2 separate regions of the Zea mays genome follow, and region 2 is linked to region 1. The links are chromatin contacts, called in public Hi-C maps. All regions are on one chromosome and are shown on one strand. The core of a region is the stretch at or near the end of the contact, and the rest is flanking DNA. Distances in the headings are between cores, read along the strand shown. Region 1 holds the start of LOC103651146 (protein STICHEL). Region 2 overlaps LOC100191830.

The links. A called contact is a pair of places that touch in the nucleus more often than the background predicts.
Region 2: a contact with region 1 is called in a Hi-C map of leaf, with 3 times the contacts expected there. The contact joins the enhancer-like site here to the promoter of LOC103651146 in region 1. A contact is called at or near these places in 3 of 25 Hi-C or Micro-C datasets (endosperm, leaf and tassel).

What each region holds. Positions count from the first base shown.
Region 1 is chr3:196,350,104-196,355,890 of Zm-B73-REFERENCE-NAM-5.0, reverse strand. LOC103651146 (protein STICHEL) reads right to left here and starts at 1,377. Exons shown (of 9, transcript XR_564591.4): 1 at 914-1,377.
Region 2 is chr3:196,444,798-196,450,801 of Zm-B73-REFERENCE-NAM-5.0, reverse strand. LOC100191830 reads right to left here. Exons shown (of 7, transcript NM_001360687.1): 4 at 3,148-3,309; 5 at 2,939-3,070; 6 at 2,650-2,862; 7 at 2,305-2,561. The coding sequence ends at 2,386. Among protein-coding and RNA genes, the nearest start is that of LOC100191830, 8.8 kb to the right of the region's middle. Within about 2 kb of position 1,736, at least 6 of the 20 cell types and tissues checked have an H3K27ac peak or open chromatin away from gene starts, as enhancers often do. A contact at or near this core is called in leaf, where this site is marked.

The DNA.
Region 1 (5,787 bases), core at 128-2,627:
CAACGAGTTTGTTGTCCCTGGCATTTACAATTTTCTGAAGCAATCCAGCATCGCACAAGATCAAAGCGCTCTGAGAAGGCAAAGAATCATTATCTATCATTCAGCCATGCATCGCTTGATGAAGGTACCGGTTTTTTTTTTGGCAAGGATAGTAAGTGCAGATGCACTTTAGGAATGGAAAAGATATTATGCTCACGGTTGCTTTCAAACTTATATATGTCGACTTCAGAATTTCACATACCTACAGAAGATTAGAAATAAATATTTAACATATGTGTGTACTTCTTAAAAAAACACTATTGAAATTAACACCATGTATTTATTTGTTTATTAATTGGAACCAACTACTGTTACAGATGAAGACAAGGTGTACTTTTAATAACTGTTTCAAGCATGTTACCGAGACTTAAACTTAGAAATTTATGTACCCTAGGGCAAGCTGATATGTTCACTCATTGTTTTTTTGCAACGCGTCATTTTTTTTTTGTCATTGAGACTAATATTTTATTGCTTTGGTGCATGTATATATATATCCATTTACTTTAAGTGTGTGTCTATATATACGTTGTTGTTATGCATTGACCAAAGGCTCGCGCAAGGCGCGAGTCAGTTACTAGTTTTATATGACCACATGCAATTCACTCAGCAGTTCCACGAAAGACAATTTTTGTGTTGTGCATGTATCTGCTGTATGAACTTAGCAGCAGCAGAATGCAGCTCGTGCCGCCAGTTTTTCTAAGACGTAGGGGTCGCCATCGTCTGGCCTTGATCTAGTCAAACAGCCAACAGTGCTATAACCTAATCCCTTCCCGATTCTCATTACTGTTGCGCTTGAGTACTCGTTGATCAACATCAGACCCAAAACAAAAATGAACATCATGCGCCACCCAAAATGTGGACGCTCGATCCGTACCTGTGTACGTCGGACGGCGGGGGTGCGGCAACTTCAAGCCCGGGAGTCGGGTTCTTCCCTCCCGGCGGCGGCGTGTCCCGTGGAGAGAGACAGCGGTGACGGCTCCGCACTCCAGGCGCAGGAGGAGGGGCTGTTTTTATGAAAGGCGGTGGCGGGCGGAAGCGGGGAACAGGCGGAGCTCCAGGCCGCACTGCAGCAACGGCTGTTCACGCCGGGATTCCGGGCAGCGCAATGGCCTGTATGGACGGCTTCAGCGGGTGGTGGGGCTAGCAGGCGGTAGGGAATGCGGGGATCGCGCCGGCAGTGGGGACTTCGGGGAGTGCGGGATCAGAGGAGAGCGGCGTGGGGCAGGGAGAAGGGCAGCGGTGGAGCTCCCATCTGGATCTAGACAGCGCTGGGACCTGGAAGAGGGGGCAGACGCAGACTGCAGAGGGCCGAGGTGCTGAGGGAGTGATGAGTGAGCCAGTGAGGTGATGGGTGGACGGTCAGGGAAGACTGCTGCGAGGGCTGGCCGGCTGGGGACAGAATCTCAACTTGGGCCGGGCCTTTTCCATTTCCAATCCGTGGTTGGCGGGAAAAGAATATGATTTAGCATCCGAACGGGAAGAAAAAAAGGGCAAAGTACGAGATACGGAGTACGTTGCTACGGTGTGAAACACTAATTGCGTTGCTCTTATTACTTTTTAATGAAACTCAAACACTAATTGCTACAGTGATCTCATGCAGTACTGGACAGGATTAATTCAGGAATCTGGAACCCATGTCCGCGTCGTGGGCGTGGCGTGCAGGCAGTATGCGAGTGCGTCCCAATCGACCCGGTCCTGGGCTCCTCCTGGCTGCCAAGTGCCAAATCATGTGCTTCGTTAGATCGGTCATACCGATACAGCCTGCGGACTGCCACATGATTTTGCGAAAATCGCTAATAAAAGGCGCCGAGGGGTTCCAAGTACATGCAACCGCAAGTAGCAGTGCGTATCACCACCGTAAACACATGAACACGTACAATGAATCCGGCACCAATAAATAACGAATCACCCATTTATTGATACATACTAGCATGTTATCGTTAACAAAACTGGTCTCCAGAACGAAGCGCACGTGGGCGCGCACATCATGACCGCACGGCGGCCTTGCGCCGATGCACGCAAGCACATGCGCCGGTCTTTTTAGCGTTTTAGCCCTTTTTAGAAAGTTTTTCATAAGTGTACAATTTTCAGTTTGAATTTAGAAAATTAACCTTTATCTCAGCGTCATCATTATTGGTGTTAAAGTTACACGTCTCGGTGCCAATATAGATGGCGCTGAGGTATCACTTCGGACATGACGGCATCAACCTCTCGGTGCCAATATAGAACAGGAAAGAAACGCAGCCAAAATTGTATTGATTACGGGATGGGGTCTCACAAATCGATGACGACGACACTATTCGATGACAGAATTGATCTAAGCAAAACCCAAACCTAATGTGGCGGCGGCTGCTGAATAAATAGAGTATTAGTGCGTGCGTGACCCCTAGACTCGCCCCTAATGGGCTCCGACGCGATACACGGCCCAACGGCCCAACAGACGGTGTCGCAGCACCAAAATAGAATCTGAGCGCTGACTTGTTTTGACGATTCCCATTGACTCCAGACGAATTTTAGGGTGGAACTAGTTGGGTTGGTTAGATAATCTCCTTATCTTTCCAACCATATCAAGTCCGTCGCAATCGGAGTCCGGATGCATCTTGGGCGTCCATGTTAGTGCAGACTGGTCCTGGAACCCGAGATGGAGTCACAGCCGAGTCGGACTTGATCTCCTTCCTGTTGTGGCACCCTTGCTGCTCCTCCTCAACACCTAGGCCTTTCCCAAGTCTTTGCTGGTCCTCTCCAAGGTTCCTAATCATCAAAACATCCATGGCCTCAAGCGTAAGCTCTGAAACACAATTGACTAGGGTAGAACGTACCTGAAGATTTAGCTATCATGCACGCGATCGTGTTATCGGTCCATTCATTGTATGTATAGAAGTGATGTCCTCATCACCGAGCGTCGCCGTCCCCAGCCCACCGTCGTCCACCGTCCGCCCGTGCTCCGACGCGCCGGTCAGCCACCGCAGGCTCGTCGAGGTATAATCCTACTTATATGTAAATGCATATGTTATTATTTTCGTGGGTTTTTTATGGCCGACGGGAGTTAACTTTTATGTGACTAGTGTTAGTTTAAATCTTTTAATTAATAGTGTTATTAGTCTTAATATGAATTTATATATTGTAGTTGATATGCATGGGCGACCTAATTTCATTATGTGGCTTCGGGACCGTGTAAGTCTCAATTATGTGGCTCCGAGACCTAATTTTAGTTAACTAATATTGCAGAATTTGCTAATGCTTTGTGGCATAATTGACAGTTTGGGGAGGAAATGAATTTGAATGATGACTTACGTCAGTTATCTATTGGAAACGTAACTGCCAAAAGCTATGGACGTTACGACGTCAATGGATATCGCTTTCGATCAAGCATTTTCGAATCAAGTCATCCTATGGCTGCCACTCAAAATAGTGGAGTCGTTACTAGGGCAACCGACATGGAAGGACACGAAGCCTGCTATTACGGGAAAATCAAAATATAATCGAGATTACATTTGCTGGAAATAAGCCTTTAGCGCTAGTTTTCTTTGAGTGTAAATGGTATGACCCGAAGTATTATAGGACCGAATTTGGGATGACATAGATCCAACCTGAAAATTTGCTTCAAGGACACGACACGTATAACCTTGCCCATCAAGCAAACCAAGTTTATTTCTCGACATATCCATGTAAAAAGTTGTCTACATGGAGGGTTGTGTACAATGTAAATCCCCGCGAACGCTTATACACTCTAGGTGAGGACAAATATCAATTTGGTCACCTTGAGCAGGTTGATGAGGTGTTTCAAGAAGAAGAGTTGCCAACTAGTTTTCATATTGATCCTGCACCGGCATTAGATTCACTAGTTGCAGATGTTAACGACTTAACTTTTCCCGAGAGACGGAGAAGACAACCTGTTAGGAGAAAAGTTACATGGCGACCTCTACATAGAAGAGAACAAATAGATCCTGATTTTGATGATATTTAACAAGTAAAGTTGTTTTGTTATTTCATTTGTTTTTAATTTATAAGTATTATGTCATTTTCGAACAAATAGGTGACGGCATGCTCCGAAAAGCTAAAAGAATGGTAAGTTTGATTTAGCTATATCGATCACCAAATAGTACGATTGCTTATGAATGTTTTTTGTTTATACAGGAAGCTACGAGTGGCCAAAAGCCTAATGACATTGAGGTCTCCAGGAGGGCCATAAAGGACCAGACCCTAACAACCCTCACCAGCTTTGCAGCCAGACAGCCACAGATTGGCTGGTGAGTTTTGGCCCAAAAGTACAAACGTTCAAAGTATAGAAATTCCTGCATTTGTAAGGTTGTGAATGATGTATAGGCGGCATATGGGGAGGAGATGGTTCGTCGCCATGGTCCTGACTTTGACTGGCGACATGAACCGGTGGATCCCTCGGTGGTGTATGCAAGTGGTGGTGGAAAAGTGCATGGACGGTAAGCTCTAACTTATGAAATTATATGGTTGACACTAAATTGATTATGTAGTAATCACAATTTTTGAATCCTACTTATAGATACGCACTCTTCGACGGATTCATTGACTCGTCGTCGGTGAGATCTCAGAGGATGGGTTCGTCTTCCCGTAGCTCATGTTCTCGTCGACCGAACGAGCAGGAGTTGGAGATTATGAGGATGCATGAAGAGATGAGACAACAACGCGAATTTATGGAGGCTTACAATGCACATAACCAAGCGATGTATCAAGTGAGTATACATAATTTGAACTCTAAATTATTATATTTCAATACAACATATTAAATAGCAACACATATGTTTAACAATTAATGCAGCAACAGGGCATAACAACAAATATTCCACCGCCACCACAATGGAGCCAGTTTGCATACACACTAGCTCCGTCACCACAGTTTAACACCCCTCTAACACATATACCTGCACCTGGAGATATGGTACGTTTGGTAACTCTCGATTAATATACACTTGTATATTTTTTGATATTTGTATTTAAAATGTTGATATTTGCTAACTTGCATAGGTTACGCCCGAAGCGGGTGGTAGTGGGTCTGATCCCGCAGCAGGGACTGGATTTGTTGACTCCCTCTTCGCATTCCCTCCTCCTGGTGGCGGCAGCGGTCAAAGCTCTAACCACCCAAGTGGTGGTTATCTCTAAACACTTGAACTCGTGCATGCTATGTTTCTTAACTCGTGGACGTTATGTTTGTGTAAACACTTGATCATAACTCGTATTTGAAATGTTTGTGTAAACACTTGATCTTAAGTTTGTGATGTTTGAATTGATTATCAATGCATGTGTTTGTATTGTGTATGTTCTGTGTGATGATATATATGTTTTGTGTGCAATTGTGGAGAAATAGTGACCTAATTTGGTGCTGGTTTTGCAGCATTATAGGTTAATTCCCGACGACCTAGTTAATTCCCGTCAGCTATGGTCAAACCAACAGGGATTAACAATTAATCCCCGTCGACCCAGTTAATTCTCGTCGGTTCACCAGACCGATGGGAGTTAAAGCTTATCCCCGTCGGTTCACCAGACCGACGGGAGTTAAAAGATAATCCCTATCGGTTCACTAGACCGACGGGAGTTAAAGCTTATCCCCGTCGACTTGTACTTGGCCGACGAGGATTACTTATTCCCGTCAGCCGTCGATGGGAATAAGGTTATCCCCGACACCTGATGGCCATCGGCTTTGGGTCGACGGGAGTTAGCCAGTTACCGACAAGAATTAGTTATTCCCGTCGGTTTATAGGTTATTCCTGTCGG
Region 2 (6,004 bases), core at 487-2,986, 95 kb before region 1:
TTTTCCGAAGCCTCTGCTTTCTGGGTCTAAAGGATGGATCAACATTGAGCGAGTGTTCAATAACATCCCTATTAACTCCGCAGAGATCATTGGCTGACCACGCAAAAACATCTTTGTTGTTGAACAAAAACCTTATCAAGGTTTTCTCCTGTTCTTCGGATAATTGAGAGCCCAACAGCACCTTCTGCTCTGCTATGTCCTCACATAAGAGCATGGGCTTCGGCTGATCTGCTGAAGCTGCTTTCTCCCTTCTGAATTTGTATTGTTCACAAGCTTCAGCTCCATCTATGTTATGGATTGCTTTTGAGTCAGTCCAATTTCCTTCGGCCCTTCTGGCAGCTTCCTGACTTCCATGAATAGCGATGGGTCCTTGATCCGAAGGTATCTTCATGCAAAGATAAGCAGGATGAAGAATTGCTTCGAAAGCATTGAGGGTGCCACGACCAATAATTGCATTGTAAGGGTATTCCATGTCAACAATGTCAAACACAACTTGCTCAGTTCTAGTGTTGTTGATGAACCCGAAGGTCACTGACATGGTGATCTTGCCCAGTGCTACAATCCGTCTTCCTCCGAAGCCACAGAGAGGATGCGTAGCATCATGAATCTTATCTTCTGGCTCTTGCATTTGTCTGAAGGCCTTAGCAAATATGATATCAGCTGCACTGCCTGTGTCAACCAAGACATTGTGGACCAGAAATCCTTTGATAACACAAGAGATAACCATGGCATCGTTGTGTGGATAATCCTTGAGTTGAAGGTCCTCTTGGGAGAAGGTAATAGGAATGTGAGACCATCTTGACTTGATGAAGGGTCCTTGCACCCCAACATGCTGTACCCTTCTCTGTGCTTCCTTCTTCTGTTTCTTGTTGGCTGGCTCTGAGGACGAACCGCCTGTAATTGGGAGCACCAGCTTCGTGTCCGAAGCAGCTCCAGCTTGATCGTTGAACGAAGCCATCAGCTCAAAAAGTGGAAGTGAGTTCACCGGAGGTGGGCGCCAATGTTGGAGACTTGTTCTCAAATGCTATGAATTAGGAACAAGGCAACATAAAATGTTAAATGTTAACGCCCTTCGTCCATGAAACAATATTCCCATGAGGATAATGAACCATGGACGAAAGTTGATGAGAATATAATTACGAAGGTTAAGTCTTCGTAATTAAATTCTGATAGATGATATTAGATAACATAAAATAAAGGGTATAAAGAGATAAATGAATTACAAACGAATTAAATTATATTTACGTAATATCTTGAATTATTGAATATAATTATACCTCTGCCTTGGCAAAGTTAGATTCCCGAAAAATACGATTACAATTGTCCGAATCCGTGAACAGTAAAGGAATAATGTTCACTATTTATAGGCACAAGACACAGCCTGTGAGGAATTACAATTATGCCTCTTATAAAAGTTTACAACATTGACCCAGACCTTTATGGACTAAAAAGTCATTCTATCTTTAAGTCGGTTTGTAATCCCGAAGCTTTATGAAGAGGAACCTTCGGCTATCTCACACAAGCAGCTTCAGCCGAAAGCCGCTTCTTCCTAGAAGACCTTCGGCGACGAAGCATAAACCCAACAGTATAGTTTAAGTATAGCTTTGAATTTTTTAGTTTTCAAAAAAAAACTTGAATAAGATGAGGCGATCAAACTTGGCACAACACTACGTACGTTCATTATTACTAATCAGTTTAGGTCGATATCAACTAAACCATCCAATGCAGCGTCGTTATCAACTAGTCGGTATCGACCGGATTGATGGATCAACAGGCCTACGGACCGAAGTGATTTGGTACCGACTCTTGATTTTTCGACCGCCTGTGCCGCCATGGATATAGCCCAGGTTGAACCCAGTCTTGACTGTAACCGAATACAGGACAGAATATGCATGTTTTAGTTTAGTTGAGGGCCGTTTGGTTCCATGAAGAGTCGTGTATCTTCCTGTATAACCACCAGCTTACTAGCGTCCACCAGCGTTGTGTATGGCTGGATTATGTAGAAAGGTGTTGCTGCTGCCATCTGCCGTGTTATCTTCACCCTTTTGAAGGTAGCATCCAGGAATATCTTTTTGTTTCCAGACGAGAACCGGATGCGTCACTGCTACTGTGTTGTTTATTTTGTAGGCAGACCCAGAATATGGTTCTGTGCAATGATGAAAAGCCGCCGAACGCGATTTTGTACTCTTGTTTTTCTCTCAGGCTCTCCGCTCCACCTCTAGTGGCAAAGTCAGATGTGTAGCTCAGAACCAGAGGCGCCAAAATATTTGCAAAATAATAATCCAACCACTACCTTCACGGCATCACAACAAAATGTTGTCGTTTATTTCTTCACTGTTATGTGGGAAGGAGAATTTGGTGCATGCATTACAAACTAGACAGCCACTAGGGCGATTTCACAGCAACGGTAAATCCACTCCCACAGTAGACGGCAAATGAACCGGACATGCCCTGCCCATTGTCACCTACGTTTACTCTCTGAGGAGCTACATGATCCGAAGTGTCACCCAAACCAAGCTGTCCATGCTCTCCCCAGCCCCAGGTGAAGACTGTTCCTTTATCTGATAACAAAACAAGCAAGATCAAGTTAGCCGGTTACATCGAGAATTTATCTCTTTTTCATCTGAAGCCTTTGGAAGAAACTTTTACCTGTTACCAAAGCAGAGTGCTCAGTTCCACTTGCTATTTGCGCCACCTGTTCTCCATCAAGGAATGGAACCGTCTCCAACACTGACAAAGAGGATGAACAATCATGAGAACTGCTTGTTGCCCTTGTGTCCGATTGCTGCCCCAATACATTTCCTAACCCAGGGAGATCACATTTCTGGTGGCGGTAAACACCAAGTGTGTACAATTCTCCAGCTGTGATACAAAATGGCAATAAATGTGAGAGCTTATCCAGAAAGTGTAGTTTGAATGAAACACGTCGCAGACGCACCAGATAAAACTAAAGCATGGTGCCATCCTAGTGCCACTTGAGAAACACTCAAGGAGGGCAAAATTTCCGAAGGTTGATCATCATCATGTTGTCCAATTAATGCTCTTCCCCAGACATACAGATGACCAGATTCTGTCACATCAAATGGAAGAGGGATTATGGTAGACTGAAGAGATGATTGTCAACAAGTACAAAACTACAAAGCTTACCGTCCAATGCAGCACTGTGATCGCCATTGGCATATATATTTACTATCTTACAATTTGGAAAACCATCAATCAGTCTAGGAACATTATATGATTTTTGGATCCTAGAAGCACATTTACCAACTTGTCCTCGTCTTGCTGAGCCAAATCCATACACTGAATTGTCTGAGAAAAAAGTACAGTGTCATCTGTTGGTAAAGCATATGGATTTTGTTAAGTATTTCAATGTACCAAGCAGGAAAGATGGTTCAATTCAATGGCAGAGCTACGTGTGGGCCATGCCCCCCCATCCCCTGCTTTTGTAGTTCTCCTGAACTCGATAGGCTATTCAGACCAACTCCGCCTATGTTGTCTCAACATAGCAGGTCCCAAGCTCTGGTAAAGTAGGGCTGTCATAGCCTTGACGAGACAACGTTAAACCTAGCCATTCTAAGGGAGACAAAACCGAACAAAATATGTTGGGTGTGACTCGCTTAGCGATGCGCCATATTGGAACCTGGGTATGGTGTTAAACAGACAAGGGTCGGGTCAACCCCCCTTGGTGACACACCATGTCGTGATCTGGGCATTATGTCAAGTGAGCAAGGATCAGGTCGCTTCTTCCGGCACGCTACATAGGCGATCACGTGTAGTGAAAAATATGTGAGGGTCTTCACATCATTGACGGGTGTGAAGGGTAAATAAGCTAGTTGAACCAACTAGAATATGTTTAGGTAGTTGAATTGTAGGGTCACTTATAGGTAAGATAAGGGAGTCAGTTGAGACAACAACTAGGAGACATGTAAGTATCTTATGTGTTCATCGCCCCCACTGCCGCCACCATCAGCACCAAGCGTCCCACCAATTTATGATCCTGATCGCCATCCACAAGATCCAATAAACAGAATTCCCATTTCAAGTTATTCTATCAATGATCAAGATATAGTTCGTAGAGCATGCATTGTTAAAGGTACATTCAAGCCTTTTACATCAATTTAAGAAAAAGAAAATTGAAATTAGAGATCAGGCTTTTAATCCTTTATGGCTTTGTGAATATAAGTGGCTTGAATATAGTATCAACAATAAAAAAGGGTGTACCCAGTGCCATAGGCTTCCCGCACTGTGCGGAGTCTATGGAAGGGTATCTTTAAGCGCCAAACCTTACCCGCATAATATGCAGAGGCTGGGGCTCGAACCTGGGACCTTCCGGTTACATATGGTAGGCTCTACCGCTACACCAAGCCCACCCTTCTATATAGTATCAACAATGAAACTGCATTTTGCTTTGTATGCTACTTTTTCAGAAACAAGAAAGACAAGGGGAAGGGGACATTTACTAGCGGTGGATGGAGAAATTAGAACAGAGATGATACACTTCAAAAACGCAAGGGTGATGTAAGAAGCATACACAATGCAGTCCAAAAGAGATATAACTTATACATGAATCCTACTGCAAGAATTGATAAACAAATGCGAAAGATGAATAGTGAAGAATTAAAACTTTACAAGATTAGATGGACTTATTCAGTTAGATGTTTGAAGTTTCTTTTGCATCAAGGTTTGTCATTCCGTGATAATGATAAAAGTGAACGCTATAGCAATAGAGAAAACTTTCTTGAACTTTTGAAAATAGCTTGCATCAAACAGTCAAGATGTGGATAAGCATGTTGTTTTGAATAATGCTTCAGGTAATTGCACATCGATTTGCCTAGATATACAGAAGCAAATTATTCAATGTTGTGCCATAGAAACTAAAAATAAAATTATTAAAGAACTTGGTGATGACAATTATGCAATTCTAGCTGATGAGTGAAGTGAACTATCACACAAAAAACCATTAGTTGTTTGCTTGTGTTATGTTGATAAACTGGGAAGGCCTTGTGAACATTTTCTTAGTGGTGTGCATGTACATGATACTAATTCTTTAACATTTAAGTAATCAATTCAAGATTTAATTGTTAGACATCATTTGACTATAAGACAAATCCATGGTCAAGGATATGATGGGGATAGCAACATGAAAGAAGAGATTAAAGGGCTCAAAAACATTGATCATGAAAGAGTCACCTTCAACTTGTTATGTCCATTGTTTTGCACATCAACTCCAACTACTTGTTATTGTCTAGGGAAATAATAATTGTGTGTGATTTTTTGATCAAGTATCTCTCTTGCTAAATATTGTTGAGGTTTCTTGTAAACCTCATGACATGATTCAAAATGTTAATCTTCAAAATGCGAAAAAAACAATTGAATGTGATGAACTAGACAGTGGAAGGGGATTAAAACAATTGAATGTGATGAACTAAATAATGCATTCCTTCGAGGGCCACTTTTTGCAATAAATATGGCGTCCAAGTTCTTGCAACGAAGGATAATTATGTGCCTTATGGAAGATCAAAATGTTTTGTTACAAACCAAACAAATGATGATCACTTTAGAAGAAAAGTATATATTGACATCATTGATCAAATTAGCCAAGATCTTGATGCTCGGTTTGATGTGGTTAATCTGGAGTTGATTTCTTGTATGGCGGCCTTGAGTCCGACCAATTCATTTGCTTCTTTTGATCCCACTAAGGTATGTAGATTGTTTCAATTTATTTGTTTCTTTTGATTCTCATATGGCTTAGGATTTCAATGCAAACTTATTTACTTATTTTGATGTCCACAAGGTACTTAGACTTGTGGAGTTTTACCCTAATGATCTTTCAAGAAATGGCATGCTAAGATTTGAAACAGAACTTGATAACTATATTGATGACTTAAGAAAAGATGATAGCTTTAAAGGCAATCTTGTTGATCTCTCATGTAAGCTCATTGAAATAGAGAGGGACAAAGTTTATGGTTTGGTATAGTCGCTTTGCAAGTTGGTATTGATTTTA